Regions from separate parts of the Mus musculus genome. Here all the other regions are linked to region 2. Evidence: chromatin contacts called from public promoter capture Hi-C data. All regions are on one chromosome and are shown on one strand. The core of a region is the stretch at or near the end of the contact, and the rest is flanking DNA. Distances in the headings are between cores, read along the strand shown. Region 1 holds the start of Ube2d-ps (ubiquitin-conjugating enzyme E2D, pseudogene). Region 2 holds the start of Tbc1d10a (TBC1 domain family, member 10a). Region 3 holds the start of Pgam2 (phosphoglycerate mutase 2).

Region 1 (4,025 bases), core at 1,219-3,718, 1.6 Mb before region 2:
GAGAGACATCCAGCCTGTGACTGAAACTACTACCAAATCCTTCAACTTTCCATAGAGAGACAGTCATTGTTGCACTAGCCACTCTAATAAATTTGATGCATAATCTCCCAACAGAAGTGATTCTGTTTCTTTAGAGAACCCTGACTAATACACTAAGAGGCATCTCACACTATGAGCCTAGCTAGGCCAACAGCTATCAAACTGCCTAGAAGCATATCCTGGTAACACCACTGTGGAGCCAAGCTTTAGAGCCAAACAGGAAAAAACCAGCTGAGGAGCCTAATGAACAATGCTCTTCTGAGCCTATCAAGGGATCCCACCACTTTGATTTGGACACTTTAAAATGACCAGCTCTGTCTTCTTGGTTGTCTGCCTAGGGCCTATGTGGATGCTGGGAATCAAATCTAAGTCCTTGGTAAGAGCAGTAAGTGCTTTTAACTGTTGAGACGTCTCTCCAAACTGACCTTTTAAAGTGCTTGAGTTTTTTAATGACTTTGGGACTTTACAAAGTTGAAATGAAAACCAAAGAGATGGTCCAGTGGCTAGAGTACTTGCTCCCAACCCCTACATGATAGCTCACAAACATCTGAAGGTCTAGTCCAAGAGGATCTGACACCCTCTTCTGGATTCCACAGAGTACCAAGCATGTATACGATGCAGTCATTCATGCAGAGGAAACACCAATACACAAAAGAACTTAAGAAAAACCAAGCACATTATTTAAAAGTTGCAATGTATTTTGTATTGTGATATTATTATGAGCTCTTGGGGATAAACAAAAAAAGAAAAGATTATGGTTTAATAACAATCTATTGGTATATTAAGTTGATAAGGGGTCAATCGACTTGGAGGGTCATTTGGGAAGAGGTAACCTCAACCCAGCAAATCCCTCCATCAGACTGTCCTGTAGACAAATGTCTGAGACATTTACTTGACTGATGTAGAAGAAAGAGCCCAGTCCACTGTGCACGGTGCCCTAACTGGCACATGGTCCTGGGGTATAGAATAAAGCAAACTGGCACACACCAGCAAGCAGCCCTGCTCCATGGCCTCTTCTTCAGTTTCTGCCTCCAGGTCTCTGCTTTGGCTTCCCTCTCCTCCCAAGCTGCTTCTGGTTATGGTGTTTATCACAGCGACAGAAATCTAATTGAGACACATAACCTGGATCCACTTGGTGGAAAGAATCATGCTAATGCTAAAAGTTAGGGTCATAGGGCTGGAGAGATGGCTCAGTGGTTAAGGGCATGAACTGCTCTTCCAGAGCTCCTGAGTATGATTCTTGGCACCTACACAGGGCACCTTACACCCACATATAAGTGAGCAAATCTTTTTTTTTTTTTTGGTTTTTCGAGACAGGGTTTCTCTGTATAGCCTTGGCTGTCCTCTGTAGATCAGGCTGTCCTCGAACTCCGTCTGCCTCTGCCTCCCAAGTGCTGGGATAAAAGGTATGCAACACCACGCCCGGCCCCAAATCCTTTAAAAAAGAGGTTATAAATACCATTTTGCAGTATAGAAAATCCCAACTAGGGTTGGTGAGATGGCTCAATGGGTAAGAGCACCCGACTGCTCTTCCGAAGGTCAGGAGTTCAAATCCCAGCAACCACATGGTGGCTCACAACCATCCGTAACGAGATCTGACTCCCTCTTCTGGAGTGTCTGAGGACAGCTACAGTGTACTTACATATAATAAATAAATAAATAAATAAATAAATAAATAAATCTTTAAAAAAATTCCAACTATTAATACTATGTGAAAACATGGATCATAAATTACAGTATAATGCAGGGTATGGTGGTGCACGCCCCTCGGCAACCAGAGGCAGGAGGATCTCTGTGAGTTTGAGGCTGGCCTTGTCTACATAGCGAGTTCTGGGTCTGCCAGGAGGCCGTGTCTCAAAAAACCAAACCAAACCAAACCAAAACGGAACAAAAAACAACTTAGAAATATAAAATAATTTTCTTTAGGAAAAGGACGAAAAGTGGATAGGCTAAAACGTTAACAAATGGTAAAGGGTGGATTGGTGGCTTCTTTTTCTGAGATGCAATTACCAGGCTCTAGGTTAATGGGCTAATACAAACCTACGGGATGAAATTCTCCCGCAGCTCAGCCTCTCGTGCTAGGCACCCTGGGAGACACCCCTCTGCTTCCCTAAACTCCGCCCAAAGCTGCGCGCGCACGTGACCCGGTCGCATGACTCCGCCCCCGCGAGTCGCCCGCCAGAGGCACTCAGCCACCTCCTAAGTCTGCGCCGACCGCGGCGGAACTCGCGCGGGGCAAGTGTCAGTGCGCCCTGCCGCACCTCAGCCGCGGGGTTCTATTCGCTGCGACAGCCCGCAGAGTGGACGGGCGGGAGGACCCCGTTTCCGCCACTCTTACCTTCTGGATCCGTTTTAGAGCCATGTTCCCGCTGCTCGTGCCCCACCGGCCCTGCGGGGCAGACTAAGACGGCCGCCTGGGCCGCAACGCTGCACGCCGGGAACGGCGCTCTACGCGTGCGCGCCGCGGTGCGCTGTGGGTAGCTAGTGCGCGCAGCAGTCCTGGGTCTGACCACGGAGTCGCGCACGGTCAGTTACTCGGCCACGGTCACGGCCCTGTGGCTCTGGTTTCTGCTAGGCGAGGGGCCTGGGCACCAGGACATGCCTGAAACCGCAGGTGCCACACGCTATGCTCTCTGCCCCTCCCTGGGCTCCTCCCCAGGCTGTCACTTAACTCCTGAGCTTAGTGGTTGTCAGCGCTGTAAGTATACATTCACTTTTATATGCTTTCTGGGCAGAAGTGTTACAGATATTTCTGAATACGCGTAGGTGCTGAGCACAGATGCATCTACATGTCTGGAGAGCTGCATTTTCAGTAGTACTTAGTTGGCTTCAATGCACTGCCGCTATTGAGACTCAGCCTGAAAGTGCACATCCCAAGCTAAACTCTGCTTCCCTTTCCCCAAGACATCGAACTGTTTAAGACCAAGTGTAAAGAACTTAGTGGTATGTCACAAAATCTGTGTAATAGATTGTAGCCAACATCTTGGAAATGAAATAGAATATGGCAAAATACATAATATCAGCGTGCCTCATACAGTAAAGAATCTGGACTCTCTATATAAATAATCATATATATTGTTTCCAGACAGATAAACCTAATAGGGTATGCTAGTGCAGTTGCTCTGGACCAAAGGTGTTCCAACACCAGACTGGGCTACATAGTGAGTTTGAGGCCAGCCTGGATTGCAGAGTAAGACCATGTCTTAAAAAAAAAAAAAAAGCCGGGCGTGGTGGCGCACACCTTTAATCCCAGCACTCAGGAGTCAGAGACAGGCGGATTCCTGAGTTCAAGGCCAGCCTGGTCTACAAAGTGAGTTCCAGGACAGCCAGAGCTATGCAGAGAAACCCTGTCTGGAAAAACCAAAAAAAGAAAGAAAGAAAGAAAGAAAGAAAGAAAGAAAGAAAGAGAGAAAGATCCCCAAAGGAAAATCTAAAACTAGAGGAGCTGAGGAGATAGTAGATAGGAGTGCTTGTGGTGCAAGCATGGGGCCCTGAGATCATTAGTACCCACAGAAAAGGTGAGGTTGGCTACTCATGTCTCTAACCCCAGCACTGGGTAGCCGGCATGACAGGATCCCTGGAGCTACCTTAGCATAGATAGTGAGATTCCAGTTCAGTGAGAGACCTTGCACCAAAAGCAGTAAGGCACAAAGAGTAGCATTTACTCTGTCATATATCTGGCATTCTACTCTGGCCTCTGTCATGTTCCTGCACATACGCATACAAACCCTGCCCAAAACAAAAACAATGAATCGAACACTTAAATGGTTTCCCAGCCAGATTCCTATATGCCATTCACCTATTCTCCTAGTTTATCCTAAACACATGTCATGAACTGTCCTCTAAACTATAAGCCTTACCAAGCTCCACCCTCTTCCAAAACTCCACAAGGAAGATCTGTGGCCTGTGGGAATACATTCAGGGCTCTCTGTGATCCCTTAGGGTCTGCTGTCTTTAAGTTTTACTTCCTTACCTTTAGTTATGCT
Region 2 (3,976 bases), core at 19-2,518:
GGTACACTATGACAGGGAGGCTTGTCAGTTCTGGGTATGGCGCTAGTCTCCTATCACAAGACAAGTGGAATGAAAGCAGGATCTAGAGGCCATCTTCCTGAAGAGACCACCAGATCGCATCCGCAGTCTCTGGGAGGGCGGGCTTCTAGGGGTTCTGCTGTGTACAAATCTGTAGCCCAACATGCTCAGCTTGGAGGGAAGGTGTTACTCCTGCCTCAGCTTTCTCTAATGGAAAGCTGGGTACCTGGTAGCTCAAGGGTGGGGTGCTGTCTCCCTCCTTCTCCAGTCCTAGATCTGGATTTGGGAAGGAAGGACATAAACACGGCAGCCTGGGAGTCTACTGGCTGGCTCCCCTGTGATGAAGCTGACAGGGGAGTCCTAGAGTTGAGGTGCCCTATAACTACTGGGAAGGAGTGTCGGCCCACCTGTTGCCTGTGACAATGGACAAAGCTGCCTTTTGGCAGAGGGTGTGTAATGAGGAGAGACCTTTCCATGATGAAAAGAAACTGGGAGTCAAGATGGGACCCTCTGGGAGGGGGCTGGCCAGTGTCAATCCTTCTGAGATATGTGTCTGGAGGTAAGGGTTAGCGCGACCTGGAATAGCTCGGAGTCCTGAAGTCTTAAGATTTCCTGGGGTGCCGATACTGAGGTGGCGAGACAAGGATTCTGTGGGGTAGGGGGAGATGGAGAATAGCTGTGGGCAAAGTATGGGGCAGCCATCTGTGCGCGTGTCAGGGGGTGGCAAAGCTTTAAGGCCAGAGTAACCTGCGAGATTATGAGCTGGAGATGGGAAACCCCCATCGGGGATACTCTCCTTGGAGGGTATGGATCAGTCGGTTTGGGGAAGACCAGGAGGAAGGGAATGGCCTTTCTGTTCGTAGGTAGAAAGTAGGCTGCCGCTTGCGGCGTATCTGTGGGGTTGGGACAGTGGAGACACGTTGGTGGGTCAGGCCCACGCCTGTGCTGGTCCCGCGCCCGGCCCAGACCCCAGAGCTACTCACGCGCCCTCGGCGCCCTGCGAACCCACGATGAATCCGAACTTGTCGATGCGGCGCTCGGCGAAGCCGTTGGCCTCCGAGTCGGAGCCGAGCGAGCTCAGCTCGTCGGCGGTGGCGGCGTCGGGGCCCTGGGCCAGGCTTTCCCGGGTCCCAGACAGGCTCCCGCCTGCTGCGGGCTCGCGCGGCCCATTCTCTCTGCTGCTTTTCGCCATATCGGCCGCGCCCGCCACCAGAGCGCCAGCGGCCACCTCAGCCGCCTGAGCCGCCCGGCCTCCGCCGACGCTGCCGACGCCCCTCCCACGCACTGTGCCCATTGGCTGCCACAAAGCTGGGGGCGGATACCCAGGGAGCTCCCACCACGCGCCCAATGGGTGCCGAGGGTCCCGAGCCTCGCCCCTCCTCCAGCCTGGCGCCAAGTGGACCGACGTGAGGGGGCGGGACAACCGTCACCAAGGGCCCGCCTTCCCTGGCTGCCAATCACAAAAACTCACCTGGACTAGCTCGTCTGGCTTTTCCGGGTTGGCCCGGAGCTGGTGTGTCACCTGCTGCTGCTCTCTGGCAGAAGGTCTAGGGCTTCCCTAGAGGTCCTAAGGTCTCTGCCTCCATGGGAAACAGGGTCGTGGGTAGCGCTACTTCGCCAGGTCATTTTCAAGAACAGTGATGAGACGCAAGTGGGCTTAGGGATCTGAACCACCTGGCTGTTCTGCTTAGGGGGATGCAAATTAGCTCGTGGGAGACCCTATAAGAATAATACAGAACAGCCGGGCAAGATGGCTCACGCCTTTAATTTAATCTCAGCACTTGGGAGGCAGAGGCAGGCGAATTTCTGAGTTCGAGGCCAGCCTGGTCTGCAGAGTTAGTTCCAGGACAGCCAGGGCTACACAGAGAAACACTGTCTCGAAAAACCAAAACCCAAAACCAAATTATATATATATATATATATATATATATATATATATACACATACACACACACACACACACACACACACACACACATATATATATATCAGACCTAAGCTCTACCTTTTTCTTCCCAACACCTTTCTGGTGAGGGTTGATTTGTATTGTTTTTCTTTGAGATAGGGTCTCCAAAGTGGCTTTGACTTTACTATGTAGTCTAGGGCCCTCCCTGTCTCCCAAGTGCTGGGATTACAGATGTGGGCTATCCTGCCTGACTCCCCAATAGTTTTATTGAAATATGGTTAGCATACCACCACTTCCATCTATTTAAGGTATATACATACTTCCTATATTTAAATTCCATCACCCCACCGACACACCTACACATGCACAAATACATAAAAATTAAAGATAAATTAGGCATGATAACAGATGCCTGTACTCTGTAGGCTAAAACAGTTTACAAGTTCCGGACAGACTGACTGGGCTACAAATAAAAATCCTATCTCAAAAAAAAAAAAAAAAAAAAAAGTACAAAGCTGGGCGTGGTGGTTTTTATCCCAGCACTCGGGAGGCAGAGGCAGGCAGATTTCTGAGTTTGAGGCCAGCCTGGTCTACAAAGTGAGTTCCAGGGCAGCCAGGACTACACAGAGAAACCCTGTCTCGAAAAAAAAAAAAAAAAAAAAAGGTACAGTCCCATGGTTCTTTAGCATCCGTACAGAGTTGTGCAAACATTGCATCCTCCTCCTAGGAAATTCTACCGAAGAAAAATGAAAATAATGCTACCTGGTCAAATAGAGAGAAAAAGAAAAGAAAAAGAAAAAATATTCAAATGACTTTCACCAATTAAGAGTGTATAAATGTGGTATGTCCATACAATGGACATAATTCAGCCATGAAAAGAATAAAGCACTAATAAGTATGCAATGTAGATATATCTTGAAAGCAAAAAAGAAAGGGTAAGCAAGACAAGACCCTGTCTTAAACAAAGAAACAAACAAAAACTGAACACACAAAATCATTAATAATCATAGATACTGGAATATCTAGAAGCAGCAAATCTGTAGGTACAAAGAATAATGGTTACCAGAGAGTGAGGGAGGACTGGAAATGACCTTTACCGAATAGGAGTTTCTTTGGGGGAAAATGCACTTTTAGTACATGTCTTTTAGTACTTTTATACTTGCCCAATTTTACAGGTAGGTAAACCGAGGTTCTATAAAGTCAAGTCAGTTGTCTAAGATCCCAGGTTAGTTTATGGCAGTTCTAGAACCTCAGTTGTCACAAAATGCTTCTATTAGAATTGGGCTAATTGAGACTGGAGAGATGGCTCAGTGGTTAAGAGCACTGACTGCTCTTATGTGAGGGTCCTGAGTTCAATCAAATCCCAGCAACCACATGATGGTTCACAACCACCTGACGCCCTCTTCTGGGGTGTCCGAAGACAGCTACAGTGTACTCACATGTAATAAATCTTTAAAAAAAAAAAAAAAAAAAGAAAGAAAAAAAAGAAAAAAGAAAAAGAATTGGGCCAATTACACTCCTATGCACTTGACCCCAGCATACAACTTTCAGTCCTAAAGTTTGTCAGTTCTTAGAGTGGTTCCTCATTCATCTTTTGTATAATTTCCCAGGGTCATTTGACTCTCCCTAGATAACGAGGAGAGACAAGCTACAGAGTCTGAAACAAGCTCCAAGAAAGGGATTTAGCACAGAATGACTCACCACCCATTTTTTTGATGCCACATAGCCTGACATTCTTGAAGGCCTGCAGTTTACATTCCAATTGCTTCTGGTTTTCCATACAAATGGCAATAGCAGACATAGGTGCAGGCATAGGCCATTTTGCTCTTAAAACACTATCTGGGAGGAAATTCCTCCTTCCCATAGCTGAACGGAGATCCCAGGAGGCACAGAGTGCCTATCCCAGGGATGGAGAGAGGAACCAGATAGAACCAGCAGATAATGTAGTATCCCTGTTTGACCTCATCTTGGTCCTATGGTTCTATCTCCCAAACACCTTATCACTCAGCCTTCCAGGGGCAAATATACAGATTGTACTTTTATTAGTGAGTG
Region 3 (4,324 bases), core at 801-3,300, 1.6 Mb before region 2:
TTGTTAAGTCTGATGTTAGCTGTCACAGTTTGTCATAGATAGCCTTTACCAGAAATGACAAAGACGGTCAACTTGACCATAGTTTGGTAAAGGATGTAAGATGAGGATCTTGCTTCCCAGCCAGTTATAACTTTCCTCCACCACGGTGTCAGAGAACAGAGAGCACCTCCCTTTTATTCCTAGTCTGGAAGTGCGTACTATGAAAGAGTGTTAGATTTGTAAAAGGTATTTTCTGCATATATTAAGGATAGTTGTATATTTTGCTAAGTAACAAAACAATTTTGATAGGTGCTGTAGTCTGAATACTTATTTTAATTTAAACATCATGTGTATATGTGTGTGTGTGAAAGAGTGTGGGTTTGTGCACATGAGTGTAGTATCCACTGAAACCAGAAGAAGGCATTAGACCCCCAGGGATTTGAGTTACAGGTGGTTGTGAGCTATCTGACCTGGGTGACAGGAATTGAACTGAGTTCTTTGCAAGAGCAGTACAGGCTCTCAACCACCACACCTTGCTCTGGCTCCTGCATTTTTTTTTTTCCGAGATGGGATTTCTCTGTGTTGCCCTGACTGTCCTGGAACTCACTCTGTAGACCAGGCTGGCCTCGAACTCAGAAATCCGCCTGCCTCTGCCTCCCAAGTGCTTGGATTAAAGGTGTGTGCCACCCCTGCCTGCCTTGGCCCTGTATTTTTAACCAGAGTTTATTAGCCACACCAGCCAGGTGTTGTAATGCAGATCCTTATAGACCTCTGTACCAGGTCAGCCTGGTCTACATAGCAAGTACCAGGCCAGCTAAAGCTGCATAGTGAGAGCCTGTCTTTAAAACAACACAGGGGGCTGGGCAGTGGTGGGGCACGCTTTTAATCCCAGCACTCGGGAGGCAGAGGCAGGCAGATTTCTGAGTTCGAGGCCAGCCTGGTCTACAAAGTGAGTTCCAGGACAGCCAGTGCTATACAGAGAAACCCTGTTTTGACCCCTCCCCCCCGCCAAAAAAAAAAAAAAAAAAAAAAAACAACATCAGAGGGGTGACAGTGGTGCATGTCTTTAATCCCAGCACTTGGGCAGGGGGTAGGATTAAAGGTGTGCACAACCAGGTTCTAAAATGTCTTTAAGTTTATTTTTAATTGTGGGTAGGAAATGTGCACATTAGTGCAGGTATACACTGAGACCAGACCTGTTGGATGCCCCTGGAGCTATAGTTGCAGGTAGTGGTGAGCTGCCCAATGTGGGTACTGGAGATTGTATCTGGGTCCTTTGGAAGTGCTCTTGAGGAGCCATCTCTCCAGTCCCTTAGGGTGTTCTGTTTTTTACTGGTACCTCAACCCAGTGTACCCTTCCTGTAGGGCTCCCAGCTCTGCCCTCAGTGTTCTTCTAGCTCACCTGAGTATCATCTGGGGAGCTGTCTCATCCTGTGCACCTCTCAAAGCAACTGCTCCTCATCCTCCATACTTAGTGGGGTGGGGGTATCTGCCTGGTAAAACGTGTGTGCTCACTCCGTCTCACCAACACAGCAACACAGACAATGCATGTACGCTGGGACAGGCACCTGGGCAGAGAACAATCACTGTTGCAGACACGCCTACTTATTTACTTACACACTGACCTCTTTGTATGGATATCTTATACATACCCTTGACCTTGACACTAGGCTAGACTTCTTCCTGAGATGCGCTTGTTCTTAATTGTATTAAGAGACTGAAGAGAGATTGCAGCTTGAGTCACACAATTCAACTCTGTCTTTAAACATATGTATATATCAGAAAAGGGCCTGGAATAGTTGTTTCTACCCGATCAGGAGAGGGCCAATTGTGATTGAAAGCTGCTGATGTCAAGAGTGTCTCCACATGGAGAACACCCCCAGGTTGACTCCTGCCCTTCACCCTGGTCCAGTTCTGCAGCCCCATGCGGCTTGTTACCAGGTGCCAGCTGGTTATGGGGCTTGTCATCTGAGCTGATGATTTTGTGAGACTATTTTTAAGTTCAGCTCCTTGGACTACACCCCACCCCCAGTTCTGCTACTGGTTGCCTGCCTCTGCCTGTATCTCCTGGAATGCTGATTGGCAGTTAGGGCTGGGGTGGGGGCTGGGAAAACTGTTATAAAGCCTAAAGGGCCAAGCAAGCAGCTGCCACCTAGAGTTCCTGTGTCCCCCGCCACCATGACCACCCACCGCCTAGTAATGGTTCGCCACGGTGAGAGCTTATGGAACCAAGAGAACCGTTTCTGTGGCTGGTTTGATGCAGAGCTGAGTGAGAAGGGAGCAGAGGAGGCCAAGCGGGGGGCCACCGCTATCAAAGATGCCAAGATAGAGTTTGACATCTGCTACACGTCGGTGCTGAAGCGGGCAATCCGCACCCTTTGGACCATCCTGGATGTTACGGACCAAATGTGGGTGCCCGTGGTGCGTACCTGGCGCCTCAATGAGCGGCACTATGGTGGCCTCACAGGCCTCAATAAGGCTGAGACGGCTGCAAAGCACGGGGAGGAGCAGGTGAAGATCTGGAGGCGTTCCTTTGACACCCCACCACCACCCATGGATGAGAAACACAACTACTACACCTCCATCAGCAAGGTGGGCCAGATGCCGGGAAGCTGGAAGGTTGGGAGCCCAGGGGGGAGGGCTACCCAGTAAACAAAAGCGAAATGTTCCTGTGCCCTTGTCCCCAGGACCGCCGCTATGCAGGCTTGAAGCCTGAGGAGCTGCCTACCTGTGAAAGTCTCAAGGACACCATTGCCCGGGCTTTGCCCTTCTGGAATGAGGAGATCGCACCTAAGATTAAGGCTGGCCAGAGAGTGCTTATTGCAGCCCATGGGAACAGCCTTCGGGGCATTGTGAAACATCTGGAAGGTGAGGCCTACTCTCAGGAAAGATGTGAGACAGAAACCACTGCGGTTCATTGGTTTCAGCTATTTTACAGATGTCAGGGTTTCAGAAGTTGATGGAGGCAGGAGTTTTGTAATACTTTGTGTTGTCCCATTTCCAGTTATGTAGTCAGCACAGACAGCATAGCTGAGGCACCCCACAGGAGCTGATCATAGGTAGAGCAGGCTTCTGGCACCCACTGGGGAAAGAGGTCAGAGCTCTGGCCATCAACGCCAAGTATTGGCTTCCTGCTGAATCAAGCCACTTGAGCTGTTATAAAACTCTTGCTCTCTCTCCTGGTGCTGCCTGCATTTCCTCTTTTTCTCTCAAGTCTATGTACAAAGTGCCTTGACTCTGAGGCCCCTTTGCCTCAGGTACAATACATAGTCCATCCACCCACACAGACCTGAACCATGTGTTCCCCCACCTCTCAGTCTTCTATAGGCTAAAAAAAGGCAGCAGAGTGCAGAAATATGGAGCTACTTAAAATCTTAGGCCTGTGGTGGTGCTCCTAACTGAAGAGCAAGGGCTAGTAGACAGGCCTGGAAGGGGGGCATAGCAGTGTAGGGAGGTTACCAATTATGGTCCCAACTGGGTCGTAGACACCGGACGTCTATATTAGATTCTGGGTGACCTTTAGACTCGGTGGGATCCTAAGAAGGGGTTGGGGTGTGATCCACGTCTCCAGCGCCTAGCGGCAACCCGAGGGTTCTGCCCCTGCCCCTCCTCCCTGGGCTGTGTTCTGGGAAAGAGGTTCACGGGGTGTGCCTAGGGAACATTCCCAGGTCCTCCCTGTTGGTAGGGGTGCGGTGGCAAGAGCAAAGGTTGAGCTGCTATTCCAGGCAGGGGCTGCAGGAGCAGGCAGTGGGTCAGGTTTCCTGTTCCTCCCGGGTCAGAATTTAGAAGCTCTAGAAACCAAATGTCACCCTTCCAAACCTTCTTTAGCCAGCTCACACTGGGCTGAGCATGCGTGTGCCACAGCTATTCATGGAGGGTGTTCTCGTCTCTCTGTTGGGCTATTTCTGCAGCCAGGTCTCCCTTAACTCTTAGGCACACTTTTGTGGCCTTGCTCTCAGGGATGGGTTAACTGGCAGTACCACGAGCCCACAAAGGCCATTCTGCATAAACTGTTCCCCTGCTTCAGGGATGTCCGACCAGGCCATCATGGAGCTGAACCTGCCCACTGGAATCCCCATTGTGTATGAGCTGGACCAGAACCTGAAGCCCACCAAGCCCATGAGGTTCCTGGGAGACGAAGAGACGGTTCGGAAGGCCATGGAAGCTGTTGCTGCCCAGGGAAAGGCGAAGTGAGGGTGGACGGGGCAATAAAGTTACTTCCGCACAGCGCCACGTTTCATATAGCTGAGCGCGGTCCACCCAAGTTTAGCACAGCCGAGCGCGGTCCACCCAGGCCAGCTGGTTAGTCACAGGGCCGCCTAGGTCCAGGGTTACAGCTATCCCA

What was found. Promoter capture Hi-C pulls out the DNA fragments that hold promoters and counts their contacts.
Region 1: a contact with region 2 is called in a promoter capture Hi-C map of liver, with 4 times the contacts expected there. The contact joins the promoter of Ube2d-ps here to the promoter of Tbc1d10a in region 2. A contact is called at or near these places in 2 of 39 promoter capture datasets (liver and pre-B cells).
Region 3: a promoter capture Hi-C map of liver shows a contact between it and region 2, with 8 times the contacts expected there. The contact joins the promoter of Pgam2 here to the promoter of Tbc1d10a in region 2. A contact is called at or near these places in 2 of 39 promoter capture datasets (liver and pre-B cells).

The regions. Positions count from the first base shown.
Region 1 is chr11:5,760,593-5,764,617 of GRCm38.p6, reverse strand. Ube2d-ps (ubiquitin-conjugating enzyme E2D, pseudogene) reads right to left here and starts at 2,468. Exons shown (of 7, transcript NR_015577.1): 1 at 2,378-2,468. It also overlaps a transcript of Urgcp not described here.
Region 2 is chr11:4,184,125-4,188,100 of GRCm38.p6, reverse strand. Tbc1d10a (TBC1 domain family, member 10a) reads right to left here and starts at 1,268. Exons shown (of 9, transcript NM_134023.1): 1 at 1,002-1,268. The coding sequence starts at 1,210.
Region 3 is chr11:5,801,522-5,805,845 of GRCm38.p6, reverse strand. It overlaps Pgam2 (phosphoglycerate mutase 2), which reads left to right and starts at 2,050. Exons shown (of 3, transcript NM_018870.3): 1 at 2,050-2,571; 2 at 2,667-2,847; 3 at 4,007-4,209. The coding sequence starts at 2,158. The coding sequence ends at 4,173.